Regions from separate parts of the Anser cygnoides genome. Here region 2 is linked to region 1. The links are chromatin contacts, called in public Hi-C maps. All regions are on one chromosome and are shown on one strand. The core of a region is the stretch at or near the end of the contact, and the rest is flanking DNA. Distances in the headings are between cores, read along the strand shown.

Region 1 (6,824 bases), core at 1,971-4,470:
TTTGTAACTGAAGTAACAGGAAAGGCCTTGCTTTATGCAAAGCTTAGCATTAATGTATCTAGGTATAATAACCATCCTACAATTAAGCCCTTAAACAAGCAGATATGCGAGACAGGAAATCCATACAGAACGTGCTCGATACGGGTTAGCTCCTATTTGCATCGACAGCCGTTCTGTTTCCTACAAGCTGGTCTGACTGACTGGGAAGGCAAGAAAGAGGTGTGTCACCAAGCAGCAAATGCCAAGGACTAATTTCTGAACCTACTAGTGCTGACCAATCCCACTCCAAACGGAGGAAAGCCACCCTCCCTCTGTTCCACCAGCTGTGTAATTACATTACTGTGTCCTCCCTTCCCTGTGTATTTCATATAAAGATACCTAATGCCTCAGAGTTTGGGGTCTGACCCCACTTTTACTGTACTAGTTGTTTAAACTTTTGAAAAACCCCACCGTTTCGCAATCGGCTTAAGCTCTGAAGCCAAAAAAGGGGTACCACCTGCCTCAAATGTTGCTCTGTGTTGCAAGGTACATGCTGTAACCAGATCAGGAAACTGATCCAAGTTAGCTCTAACTTTTAAGAACAAACAACATTTGTACCAGTACAGGGTACAGGGTAGGAGGCTAGAGAGGAAAAAAAAAAAAAAAGGAAAAAAGAGGGAAAAAAAGCAATACAGCACTACATAGGCGTAAGGCCTTTCAGAGGCTAAAGTAGCTTCTGGAGGCCTGAACTGATCACGAAGCTGGCTTAAATAGCAGCTACATATTTAAATTCTATCTATCCATCTTCTTCTTAAACTTCTGTTTCTCCTTGCTGTTTGTGCTCAATAAAAATACAACAGTGTGTATTTTTGGCATAGAACTTTATCTGGATCTTGTATTAACAGTGATCCTTCCACCCAAACCCTAATCCTTTAGGAGGACATCCTTTGCACTACCTCGTACCAGCTGCAAACTAGTTCACAAACCACAGCCAAAGCAAATGGATCCGTTACCACCAGCATCCTTAGGTCTGCTTTACTAGGATCCAGCACTTTCACTTCTGAAAGAAATACACTGGAAACTGTTACTTTAGAAAAGTTGTCAAAAATACACTCATATAGTTGGCACATGCGTTGATTCACAACCGTTTGTAACACTAAACTGATTCCAGACTCCCAAGTCAAGTTTTGCTGACACCAAAAACTGAAGTCTGAAAGTTACTTCTTGCTGGCAATGTTTCTTTTAGACAGCAACAGAAATAAAAATTAATTAAGTAATCTAGTAACATGTGATGCACTGTTTTTTTCCAAAGATTTACTAAAACATCAGAACCAAGGGTATAGTATGGGTACATACACATCTGTGTATGCAGCGCTGTTCAAAAGTAAAACATGAGATTCATATGCATTCTTACTAAACTTAGACAATGTGTTTTCAGTACTTCTGTGCTAAAAGAGTTACTGATCTATCACTTATGTACAATTAAACAACTTGTGATTATTATTGTACGCTGTTTGATAATGCGCCAAAAGCATCAGAAACGTTGACTTCCCCTGGATGGCTTCCATGCTGCAAATTAATCCAATAAGCAAAACGCAGAATCTGTCCTTCCATGAAAAAAATAAATACTCTGTACCAGTATTACGTTACCTCATCAAGATGAGGACAACAATTAAAGTTGATTTAGTAAAAACACTTCATAAAATGTAAAAGCAAGCACAACTAGAAAGCAGGATATACTCTCAGCTGGGCAAGATTTTGAACTGCCTTATCGATATGAATATACAAACCAAAACCGTGACAAGCAGATCCACAAGAAATTTAAGAGGAGCTCCCTAGGGATATCTTGCTTTCAAGTAGGACACAGGGAAATCCTTCTCCCCTTTGTCCCTGCAGCAGTAATTCCCTTCAGAGGAAGAAGCAGGCAAATGCCCTGTACCGTGTAGGTGCCCCGTGGCACCTTGCAATTTCTGTTCCTGCGCTAGGTGGGTAGGAGACAAAGTCCCAGCTGTTTTCTGTGCAAGGACAGAACACAGAAAGAACTTTCTGATCCCTCTCTATGTATCCTCCAGGATCATATCCCAACACATATGTTCTGGGAAACTGTAATTTCATCCTAAAAATAATTTTATGCAGCGATTATCACTAAAGTCAGGTAGACAAAAGCTCACTACATAACTAATGGTTGAAAAGGAGACCTCTCACTCCTAATATAGCTTCTTCTGTCAGATACTGTAATTAAGTCATATTTCCATGTCTGGGTTACTTTTCTCGTCTCGGAAATAATTATGTCATAACTATCTGGGGTCAGACTGTCCAAAAGCACCTCCCCGAGCTGGGAACATAAGTAAAACAAAACCAACATGTATCCTCTATTTTCAAGCAGATGCAGTGACCCTCAAAGGCAGGGCAAGGCATTCATGAAGCAAAGTGACGTGGGGGTGGCGTGAAAACCAAAAAGAATTAATGGATCCGCACGCAGATAAAACTATTGTTTCACATACCAGTCCCTCCCTAATACCTCAGCCTGAACCTGATTACATTGTTCCTCTGCGCCCTCACAGCTCATCCCCTTTGCTATTCCCACAAACAACCTTAACAGCAAGAAGGCCTCGGGGGCTGTGACACATTGAGCCAACTGGCACATCGCAGCGTCCTGCAGGAGCTGGAGCCTCGTTCAGCTCTCCCCGCACACGAGACGAGCCGACAAAAGAGCCACAGCCACCCCGGGGGGAGGCAGCCCCCGGCGGCGCTGCGGGCACCCCGCGACGCCCAGAACCCCGAACCTCTCCCCTGGGCGAGCAGGAGGGGCCACGGCCGGGCTGGACGGGGGCCCAGCGGGCGAGGATGGCCCGGGACCCCCCCTCGCAGCCTTTCAGCGGCCGGCCGCAGGGCTGCGAGGCTTCGGCGAGCGGCGGGGCCGGGGCCGGGCGGGCTGAGGCCGGGGGCTCCGGGGGCTCCGGGGGCTCCGCGGGCACCGTGCCCCCCGAGCCCGCCTCGCCCCGCCGCGCACGGGGGGAGAGGGGAAAGGGGAGAGGGCAGAGAGCGCCCAGCCGCCCTCACCCTGTCGGGGGAGCCCCCTCCCGGCCCCCCGGGGCCCGGTACCTGGCTGCGGCCCTAAGGGTGCCGGGGCTGCGCCCCCGCCATGCCCGGCTCCGGCTGCTGGAGGCCCCGACGGCAGCGGCTCAGTCCGGCCCGGCCGCCATGTCAGCCGCGCCGCGCGCTGCATTGTGGGGCAGGGCGGGAGGGAGAGCCCCGGGGGCGGGCGGCTCGCCTCGGCCAGGCTCGGTTCCTTTTGGCCCGGCTCGGTTCGCTTGGGCTTGGCACGGCTGGGTTCGGCCTCCCCCGGCCCCTCGGCCCTTCCCGGGGCTCCCTCGGTTTAGGGGAGAGCCCCGCTTGCCGCCTTCCCCCGCCTTCCCGGCCGGCCTGCCGCGGTGCTGCAGCAGGGGGCTGAGGGAATCAGCTGCTCGATTTTTTCCCCTCAATTTTTTTCCGTTTTTTTTTCCACAAGCCGTGAGGGAATGCCCGGCCCCCCTCACGCAGGCAAGGCCCCAGGCCCTGTAGAGCCGCCTTTGGGCTTGTTCATCCGCTGTGGTGGCTCCTTGAGGGTCCCCCACCACAGCCTGCGCCTCTGAGGTTTTTTTGCCCCTTAGCCTGCTCTGCACGCTGCCGGTCGGTGGAGGAGCGCTGGTGTGCTCCACACAAAGCAGCCTGTGGTAAACAGGCTGCAGGACACCCCGAACCTCCCGGGGCCTTTCCCCAACACGGGACACACTGAGGGAAATGCTCCCTGGCTCCCTGACCTTGGCTGCAAAGCTGGCCCCAGCTGCAGCTAGGGACAGCGGCTTGGCCAGCGTGTCTGCTGGCACTCCCGCAGGTCTCGGGGGAGAAGAGCTGGCCTGCCCAGCTCTTGGCAGTGCTGGGGGGTGACCTAAAGAAATTGGCAAGTGTTTATGTAAGGCAAATCTCTCAGTGATGCAGTACAGCACTACCCCTTCTTGGCAGGGAAATGTCATGTTGTTGGCACTTCTTAGCCCTGGGTAAGGAGGCCTGTCCAGAAAAACAAGGGGCATAAAAGATTACTGTTGAACTACTGAAGAGATTGAAAGGAAGTTACTCAAAATAACATGAATAATAGTGCTGGAAAGGCTACCTCAGGGAGCCTGTGTAGGTAAAAGTTGCAAAATCTGTAATGCTGGATGCTACAAATGCTGGTGGAATAAAGCTTTGAAATGTATTGTCAGTTCAGTGCAATCCTTAGAGCTAATCTGCTTTCTCATGGTTCACTTGAAGTTCAAGTTTTACAAAACGAGGAATGGATACCTCAGGGTATTGCTAATGGGAAGTTGCGCAGAGCTTTCGCCTTTAGAAAGATGGGCCTAATCCCGTCAAAATCAGCAGTGACAAAAATTGAAGTGCTTCAGTGCTGTTCGGTGAGCAGCTGAGGTTAGCTGGGTGGTGGTTTCAATCCAGTCCTATTTGACAAATATTTTTATTAGGTTTAGTAGGCCAAAGAGTAAATTGCAAAAGTAACTAAATTATACTTGCTACTGGATATTGTCATCCTAGATCGATATTTAGACATGCTACTGAGCAAACAGACACCAGTTTGTTAGCCTGATTGGCATTTTTCCTGCGAGCTGAAATTTATTAGAATATATCAGATTCTTTCAACAATTTAGTTCAAACTGTTGGATAGACTTTAATTGAAAATGCTAGTGCAGTTTGGCTCTGAAAACTCGAACCACTACAAAACCAATGGTCTTTGACATAGTTGCTGTGTATTTTCAGAAACAATTCTGCTTTCTTTGCTGATGTTGAATGTTTTATTGCAGGGAGTAGTATAGAAACATGGCAGTAAAAGAGGAAGCTGAATTCCACTGCCAGCTGGCCATTATTTAAAGAACTCCTAATTCAGTGACAGTGATCAAAAGCATTCAGATTCTGGGCTGAGTTTGTAGGAGGAAAACGTAATTCTAAAAGCAAGTGAGTTTTGTCTGGGAATCAGAGACAATAAATGTGAAGCTGTAGGAAGCAGATTTTATAGAGTCCCTATCCAGAGCAAAACCTCGCTTGTCTCATGTTGCAGTGTGATGCCTTATTTGTAGCCCCATACCAAAACTACTATATCATTATACCTAAAAATAATGCAGAAGTGTATTGTAGATTTATTTTTAATTTTCTGACCAAAAAAAAAGATGAGCAAGTTACATTATTTTCATTGTTGGAATAATTTGATTATTTTTAGAATTCGATTGTATTTATTTAAAAGTATATAGTATATTAAAGCCCTATTCTCTATCTCCAGATGTGTGTTAAGAAACTCTCTAAAGCTTCTTAGATGATTTATTTGTAAAGTGAGGAAATCATACTTGGTTCTTGGTCAATATTACAGGCAGAAAAGTATACAGGAAGATGGCACTTATCTGTGGAGATGAGAACTTCAGCCTCTTAGCACTGGGTATCTTCCCCATAGACAGCATGGTAGAAGATTTTTCATCCACATAGAATATTGCATGATTTCTTGACGTTGAATGTCTACCTAAGCTGAAATACATAAAAACATGCTAAGTCTGAAATGTTTAAAACCTGTCGTTAAATCTTTCAACTAGTTATACGTAGCTTCTGCACTTTCAGTAATGCCACTTATGCATGAATCACCCTAAGCAAATTTAATCAAGCTGTCAAAGATCTACCAAAACTTTCAGTTAAAATAAATAATAAAATAAAATCACACAGTAAGATTAAGAAATGTAATTTGCTCTTCAAAAGATGGATTTCCAATATGCCTTGGATGTGCTACTTAATTGTTTTCTGTAAATCTCTGCATTTTGCTTTTCTTTGCCAAGAGGTATCAGTCATAGGCATGGAGGGCCAGTTTCTTAGTCCAAGAAAAAAATCAATGATCATCAAATGCTTTCTATTGTTGTTACCTTGTATATACAAATCCTTTTCTTCCTGCAGGCATAGTAGCAAATGATAGAAATGGCTGTTTTTTCATGCAGACAACCCAAGAAGGGTGTTAGTGCACTGATCCTGAGGCAGTGGCATGGCTCTGAGAACTGAAAGCTTTGGTAACAAATTTAGTTTCCAATGCTTAATGCTTCTTTCTCACTTGACACCTCCTTGGTAATGTGCTTTCTCCTAGATCACCCTGTCACTTGTCACAAACCAAGTGCTCGCAGAGGAGAAGTTCGTGAAGGCTTGACAAAGAGTGCTCCATTGCACATGATATTGTGCGTGGCATGTCTGTAATTCTCAGTTTTTGCTGACTGTATGCTGGGACTCTTGCTCTGAGCACTCGCAGCTGTAACCATTAGCAACCAAGCCACTGGTATCCTTTGATGTTACATCATAGTTACTAGATGCTATAGTCAGGATACTAAAGAAATGCACTTGCAAGTCCATCAAAAAAATCACAAAACTATCCCTTATTTCCCTAGGACATAGTTAAAACCAATCTCTATGTCTGGCATCCCACTGACACAGCATTACTACTCTCAAGCAGAAGGAAGTAGGTGTTGTACCCATAAATGGCCTCCCTTAACACACCACTACCACAATGAAACATTCTGGTTTAGCCTATTTAAATCCTCCATGAATACATGCCCCTCAGGTCTTGCATGTAACGCAGCTTCTGCTACACCTCTGCAAGAGCCAGACTGTTGCAAAAGCTCCGTTTGCAGCAGTCCCTTCTTTCCGGCAGGGTTTTGCTATTGTGGCAAGTGTCTCTGCAGCGCGGTGCAGCATGCTAGATCCTGAGGGCAGTGTGGAGCACAAGCCTTCCTCTTCCTTCCCCAAAGTTTTTCTCATCCCTGTAGCCATGCTCCTTGCAATTGCAGCAC
Region 2 (6,824 bases), core at 2,344-4,843, 170 kb after region 1:
CTCTGGCCTCTTTTTCGAGTGCTGCAGTCAGATATTTTCCAGCCATTATTAGTATGGAAAGATGCACTCCTGCACTGCAAGATAGGTACAAGAAGCATCCCCTTGGAAAAAACATTGCTTTGTGTCCTCAGCTGGAAGGCTGTGATCTCAGCCAGCTTAGTGCCTGGAGGGGAAAACCAGCAATTCCTCCTCACCACTGTGGCTGTACTGAAAGGTGGCTGTCCTGATGTCAAAATGCACCTGGGCTCTCCGTGGAGACACAGCCACGGGAGTGCTTAGCAATGTGCAAGATCAAAGGCAGCCTGAGTTCTCCACATAGGTTACACATTCTGCTTGCACGGAGCAGCCACCTTCTGTTAGTAGTTACCTCATTTTTATGGAAAGCACAAGAAAGGCTGAGGTCATTTTCAAGGCTATCCATCTGGCTTGAAGACTTAGCTTTCTGTCTGCTCTGAAAATATGACAAATCACTTCTGCTGTTGTTAAAGAGGGACTAAAATCAATGTTAATGTTCGTTGTATTGAAAGAGAGTTCAACAAATGGTGATGTTACAGAGCTACTGTGTTTTCTAAGCACTTTAGAATTGCTAGTGTAACATGGAGGGTTTATATGATTTAATGTTTCAGCTTATTATTTAGCTCATCTTATTTGTATGTTGGGATACCTATGCAGGTGACACAAATAAACTTAGCTGCAATTAAGACTAGGTGAGAATGAGTAACTGCATTAATTTCATAAGCAGCTATGTTTGGGTTGGCAGCCAGAAGCTCCTGGGAGTTGGTGGGATGCAGAAGTGCCCTGGCTGTGGCTCCTTCTCCCCGTTCTAATTTTTGCACAAGGATTCATTACAGCAATTCAGCACTTCAGAACTTCCTTGGCATTAGCAAAATCCTCAAGGACCTGTTTTACGATGTCTTTAGTGATGTTTTATGCCACAGTAGTCTGCAGCAGCTTCTTTCTTCTTGGTAGTGTCTCTGGAGCAATGCCGTTGCAAATGAACTAGTATAAAACTGGTGTCTCTGATACGTATGTGTTAATTTGGGTAATTTCTCAAATTATTTCTTCTAGAGCTATATACAACGCATCATCCTTCTGAATTGTTCTCTCTCCTTCCAACACACTGCCCTAGGATGTAGTGAGTATACTCTAAATGGCTAAGTTCCCTTTCCTCTCAGGAGGGGGAGGCAACTTCAGAATATGACTGAATGTTGCCAGTTAAGAAATATGTTCTTCCCACGTATACTTGAATGTATTCCATGCAAACTGTTGTAATTAGTGATTGATTTTTCTATAAACGTTTTGAGTCTGCAGGGGTCACATGCTTGCTTAAATGCTCTGACAGTAGGAGAAACATATTTACCAACACAAAGCTTGCACTCCAACTTAACAGTCAACAGCTTCATTATTTTCGTTGTACAGAAGCGTGATTATAGCTGGAAAATGTGAACAGATCCATACGTGCAAATATGTTATGGAACCTACTGCTAGCCTAACTGCACCATGTGTCAAGCTGCTTGACAACAAGCACCATGAGATGCAGAAAAAAGCTAAAATGGAGGAAAGCTTATAGTAAAACCTCAGCGTTTGGCTCTCTACAGTTAACAGTGGTGTCTTATGTTCCTAATACAGAATGGCTATAGTAGCAGTCAGATGCTCCAGTTAAGGGCACACTCCACTGAACCACGTATGTTTACCAGAACAAAGCCCTAGAGTGCCATAGTCCTCTAGTTAGCAGCATTTGTTGCCACAAGTGATAAAGGTCAGGTGAGAAACTGGCCCACTGCTTTCCTCCTGGCTGGTTCACATTGCTGCTGCTGCTTTGGTGTAATGCCCTAGACAGCATCAACGTAAATAAACCTGCCCCAAAAGGAGTATGTAAAAGCAAAATGCAAGAAACCAAGCTATGGCTCCAAACTACAGGAGAGAGTGTCTCACCAAAATAATGGTGAGTTAAGATGGTGTAATTTTTAGGGTGAATGGGAGAAAAATATTGGTATAAAACACAAATTAAAAAGTATATAAAACAATATAATGTAAAAAAATAATGCATTTCAAATTTGCAGAGCAAAACTGGACAGTCTATGAATAGGGTTTGAGTGCAGGTTGATTTTAAAATAGCCTGTTAATTCTACAAACACATGAGACTTCCCATTCCCTACTTGCTAAATAGAGTGTAAAGGGCAAAATTGCGGCTTTCATTATTGTGTAGGAACTGTGTAGCACAACCAGCTCCTTCTGGTCTTTGATGATTTATCCCATCCGAAGTTCACCTTTTAGAAGTCGCATAGCTTCTTAGCACCGGCGTTGGCTTACATCTCTTGAGACATCGCTAAGCTGAAGAGTGTCAGACTGGGATAGCTGGCTCAGGCAAGCAGGCAAAAGGGTTTGCACGTTATAGTTGGCCAAAAGCTGTATGTGGCTGGAGAAGAATGTGTGAAGGTGCTAAGGATGGCAGTGCTTTCTGCTTGGCAAACCAAGGCACCTTGGCATGGTGCGTGGGCAGACTCCTCCAAAACCTCCTGATCTAGAACTAGTTATTTTAACTCTTGCATCTGCACAACCTCTTTCTTCATCATCTGTGTCTATTCAAAGTGATTGTAAAGTGCTAGATGACTGGCAGGATTTTACTGTCGCTTCACATAGCTGTAAATGACTGTGTGAAGGTGAAACTTTACATTATGTTCTCTGTGCTGGCAAAGTCAGTGTGCAGAGATCCTGCCCTCTCCACGTGAGCTCACACAGCTTCATCCTTGGATGCTTGTTCTTGTCCCCGTGTCACCCCTTCACTTGTGTTGACACAAATGTTTGTCAGGACTGTGCTAAAAACATATGTGAACTGGTTTGAATTAAAACTACTCATCTGATTATTTGAGGAGGAACAGACAGCTGGGGGCTGCCCGTGCTGCTGTGATGAAAGTATCAGATGCTGCTCATTGCCTAGGGCTTCTGCCCCTTCAGAGAGCCACGGAGCAGCCTCAGCCCTCCAAAATCGTACATTTTAATGGCACTCTGTAGAGCAAGTACGTTAAATGACTTATGGAATTAGACATGAGACCTCTTGCAAAGTGTCCGCACAACAACAATTGTATCAGTGCATTTAAGATATCTACAAATCTTCCCCTATGTGATAAGAAACTGCTGACTTGTGACATAAACCGTTACGAAATGGAGAAAAGAAAAGCTAGTCATAAGGTCAGACCTCTATTGCATGGAAGCGGAATCACTTGGACTTGGACCTGGACTTCTGGAATTACAGGCAAATAAAATGCATTTGTTCATTCTGGCTTTGCCATTGGAAATTTAAGCTACCTATGCTACAGCCTTCTGAGGCAACTAATGACAGCATAATAAAAGAATGGTCTGAACAGGAACCCTTAAAGAAGAGGTGAATATACACATTGCAGGAAAACTGTTAATCATGTGCATGAATCACTTCTGCTTCTGGCAAGTGTAGAAGTTGTCCATTTTGACTGTTTTTTTTTTTTTTTCCTATGGACGGGAGCAGCATATTAGAATACCAGGCACATGTTATCTGAAACTGATATGTCACAAGTAGCTAAATATAATATGTCAACTGTATTGGCATGAGCTAGTACGCAATCCCTGGATCAAATCCCAACTTTTGAAAAGGTCTCCTCACTTCCACTATCCTTTTTGGCACAGAAGTAAGTCACTAATAGTAGAAGTGCACAGACAGCCTGTTTTTGAAATGGCAGGTTTATTAAAAATGTTTTCTATCACAAACATTGGAAACATACTCAGCAGGTTTTATTGGAACTGAAAGATTCAGTAGATTATGGAAAGGGCAAAACCTTCAACGTAATTCAACCACTGAATTATGAAAAATAGCAATCCAGTTTCCACAGCAGACTCCCCGCAGAACCCCAATATTACTCAACATCACCAGGTTCCAGTTGGTGTTCCATCTGTCCTCAGGATGAAGTGCATGGTTCAAGAGCTCGAGCTTCAAATGTGTACATATTTACAGTAGAAGAGCCGACAGACTACAGGGGAGGACACATTAGCACCAGTGCTCATGGATTGGGGCTCACGCTGCCTCTGCCACTGTGTGTGCATGGTACTGACTCTACCAAAGACGTAGGTTAAAAAAAGGTTAATAAATCTGGCACTTGGAAGGCAAACTGTGCTCTGCAGTGACCTAGGATTGTTTGCGTTACGTATCACACCTGAGTGCCTGTCCCTGAAGGCTGCCCATCAGAATTACCTTGACATGCTCTCTTGCAAAATGACACGCTTTGCTTCACCTCTGCTCGAGGTGTTGTTTGGTAACATACACCACATTTTGAGCTCAGGAAATCAGTGTGATCTTCTTACTGCTGTTCTAAAACTAAGCACGTATTCTTTATTTCATGAATATTAGACAAAACTAGTATCTTTAGCAGTTTTGGTGAAACATTTTCACACAGCAAATATACATATATATAAATACAGTGCTCATAATTACTGAGAGTCACAAAAAAGGCTTTGGTTAAAAAATCAGACAGGGTCAAATAAAAAAGAAACTCTTAAAAAAAGAAGCCAAAGGAGTGTCAGATACTATGTTGGAGTCAAATGAGTGCAGAATAAAACAGTAGTCATCCATTAGTTAATATTTCAGTATTAAGATCTTCCGCCTAAAGAAGCCCATGTCTCTTGCAAGCTGTGTGCCTTTCCTGACGTTCACAGCTGGTCTCCTAGCTCCAGTACAAGCCGAGTGGCGATAATCCCACTTTTTTTTTCTGTTCAAGGCAGAGTCCCTCTTCCAGCTGTGAGGTAGAGATTGGGTATCAGGTCACTGGGGTGTGAGATACCACTGAGTGTAGCAGTTACACATTTGTTTCTAGTTCATTTATTTCAATAGTGCAGTGGTCTTTACTGTTGGATTTCTTAGTGTGATTCTCCACTGGGCTTTCTTCTTGCTCCACTTGTACAGGTATGTGGTGCTGAAACCCTTTCACTGTTTCTGGTCCACGGGATTCATTCATGGTCTTCACACAGCCATTTCTCTGGTAAGCCACAATCTGCTGGATGTTAATAGGCTTAGTTTCACAGATCAATGGCACCTATGTGAAAAGCAGTAAGATTTGGAATACTGCCACTCTTTGCTGGATACAACAGGAAGGGAATTTTTACTTTGAAATCCTCTAGTCTGCTTTGCATTCACCAGGATTATCTAGGCCCCTGTAGTCTTCCAAGACCTGTTTCTTATATATACTAAAGCATCTTTGCACCATCTGGACAGCGAGGCAGCCTCTAAGTATGGAAAAATGTAAATTCTACCACAACTTTAATTTAATTTATACCCATGGTGATACCTGTTTGCATCAATACAGTGACAAGTAGTGTACCTAAAGTCTAGACTTTCAGGTTCAAAAGATATGGACCTCAGTATGGTGAGCTTTGGGCAGTGCTTAAGTGCAATTACACAGACCAGTAAGGCATTCGGTGTGGCCTCCTGCCTTTCTTCTAACTTGATGAACTAACACCTGTCTTTTTGTCCTATTTCTAAAGAAATAAAGAGGATTTTATTGAGTGATTCATAAGTTGAATACTGAAGCGTCCTTTAAATCAAACCAGAAGTTCTGGCGGGGAAAATAAGACATAAATACTGGCAGAAAAAAGAGGTGGGCTTGCAGCTGACAAAATACGGCTTTGTGTATACATTACTAACTCACAAATTATGCAGCCAAAACTTATGGCAGACTGATGGTATATGTTAATGCAATTACAGAGCATGATGCAAAGAAAAATCTCATCACAGATGACTAAATAATCCCTTAGGAGGGATTTTATATTCTTGAAACATCTCTTCTTGAGTTCCGACAGTTCTAAATACAGCAGTGAACCGTCGGGCCTGCATTATGCGGGGAGCCAGACTGCACTTCTGGCTTTGTGGCTGCTGATACCTTCCCATTAGGTTGTATTTTTCTGTAACACACTATGTGTGCAGTCAATGTATTCAGGCCTCATCCTGTCATCAGCAATTACTGCAGGTGCTAAGCACCTCTGAGGATAAGACCTGTCTTTCTTTATAAAACTTGAAAGAGCTGGAATTTTAAGTGCATGTTCAGGGAAGGCACGAGAATGGGATTTACCAGAAAGACTGACTGTAAAATGGGAATAATAATAACAGAAATAAAAGTTTGCTACTAGTACTGTTGTTTTTAAGTTCTGCTGGTGAGTAGAATACTACAGGTGACACACACAAATGAAATGTGCCATGTGGATGCCAGTCCCTATGAAGGACCTTCTGAGTAAACTGTCCTGTCCCTGTGGAGGAAGCTGGGGAAGGTCTGCCAGTAGCTGCAGTGGCTGGGGAGGAGCACCTCCGAGCATGATGGGCTTGGGAATTACAGATCTCCTCTGCCGAGGATTTGAAGGAATAGTAGAGAAGGTGTTCCAGATGTAAGGAAAGACTGAATGAGGCATGCCACAGAAAAAGGGAAAAGGGCATAGGAGTGGAAGGGAGGCACAAGTGATGTGTGGACTAAGAGATAGAGAACAAAGTTGTAAGAAGGGGCTTGTATTCAATGTATGAGGCATGAAGTTGCCTGAGGTTGAAGTCTAGAATGGAGCAATGTGTTTGTGTTAGTCCAGAATGGAAATTACTGAAATGGTGGCTTCAGATTATGCTAACGCAGTGGCTTGAAACACCCGGGATTGTGCCTGAAGCACCTTTTGTAAACTCAATGAAACAAATGTGGGAAGCTGAGAGTTTGCGGGATCTGTGTGGGCACACCCTGCCTCGTGGTGCTGTTACCTCATCGCCATCCTTGATGAACTCCTTCCGGCAGATGTGGGCCATGATCCCAGCAGCCAGGGCA

Evidence for each region. A called contact is a pair of places that touch in the nucleus more often than the background predicts.
Region 2: a Hi-C map of liver shows a contact between it and region 1, with 12 times the contacts expected there. The contact joins the enhancer-like site here to the promoter of TUT4 in region 1. A contact is called at or near these places in 2 of 7 Hi-C or Micro-C datasets (both in liver).

What each region holds. Positions count from the first base shown.
Region 1 is chr8:27,467,957-27,474,780 of Taihu_goose_T2T_genome, forward strand. TUT4 (terminal uridylyl transferase 4) reads right to left here and starts at 3,221. Exons shown (of 30, transcript XM_048061909.2): 1 at 3,085-3,221. GPX7 (glutathione peroxidase 7) reads left to right here and starts at 6,728. Exons shown (of 3, transcript XM_013176298.3): 1 at 6,728-6,824. The coding sequence starts at 6,728. It also overlaps a transcript of LOC106033012 not described here.
Region 2 is chr8:27,637,773-27,644,596 of Taihu_goose_T2T_genome, forward strand. SLC1A7 (solute carrier family 1 member 7) reads right to left here. Exons shown (of 11, transcript XM_048061937.2): 10 at 6,761-6,824; 11 at 3,700-4,766. The coding sequence ends at 4,695. Among named protein-coding and RNA genes, the nearest start is that of PODN, 37 kb to the left of the region's middle. Within about 2 kb of position 3,594, at least 1 of the 3 cell types and tissues checked has open chromatin away from gene starts, as enhancers often do. A contact at or near this core is called in liver, where this site is marked.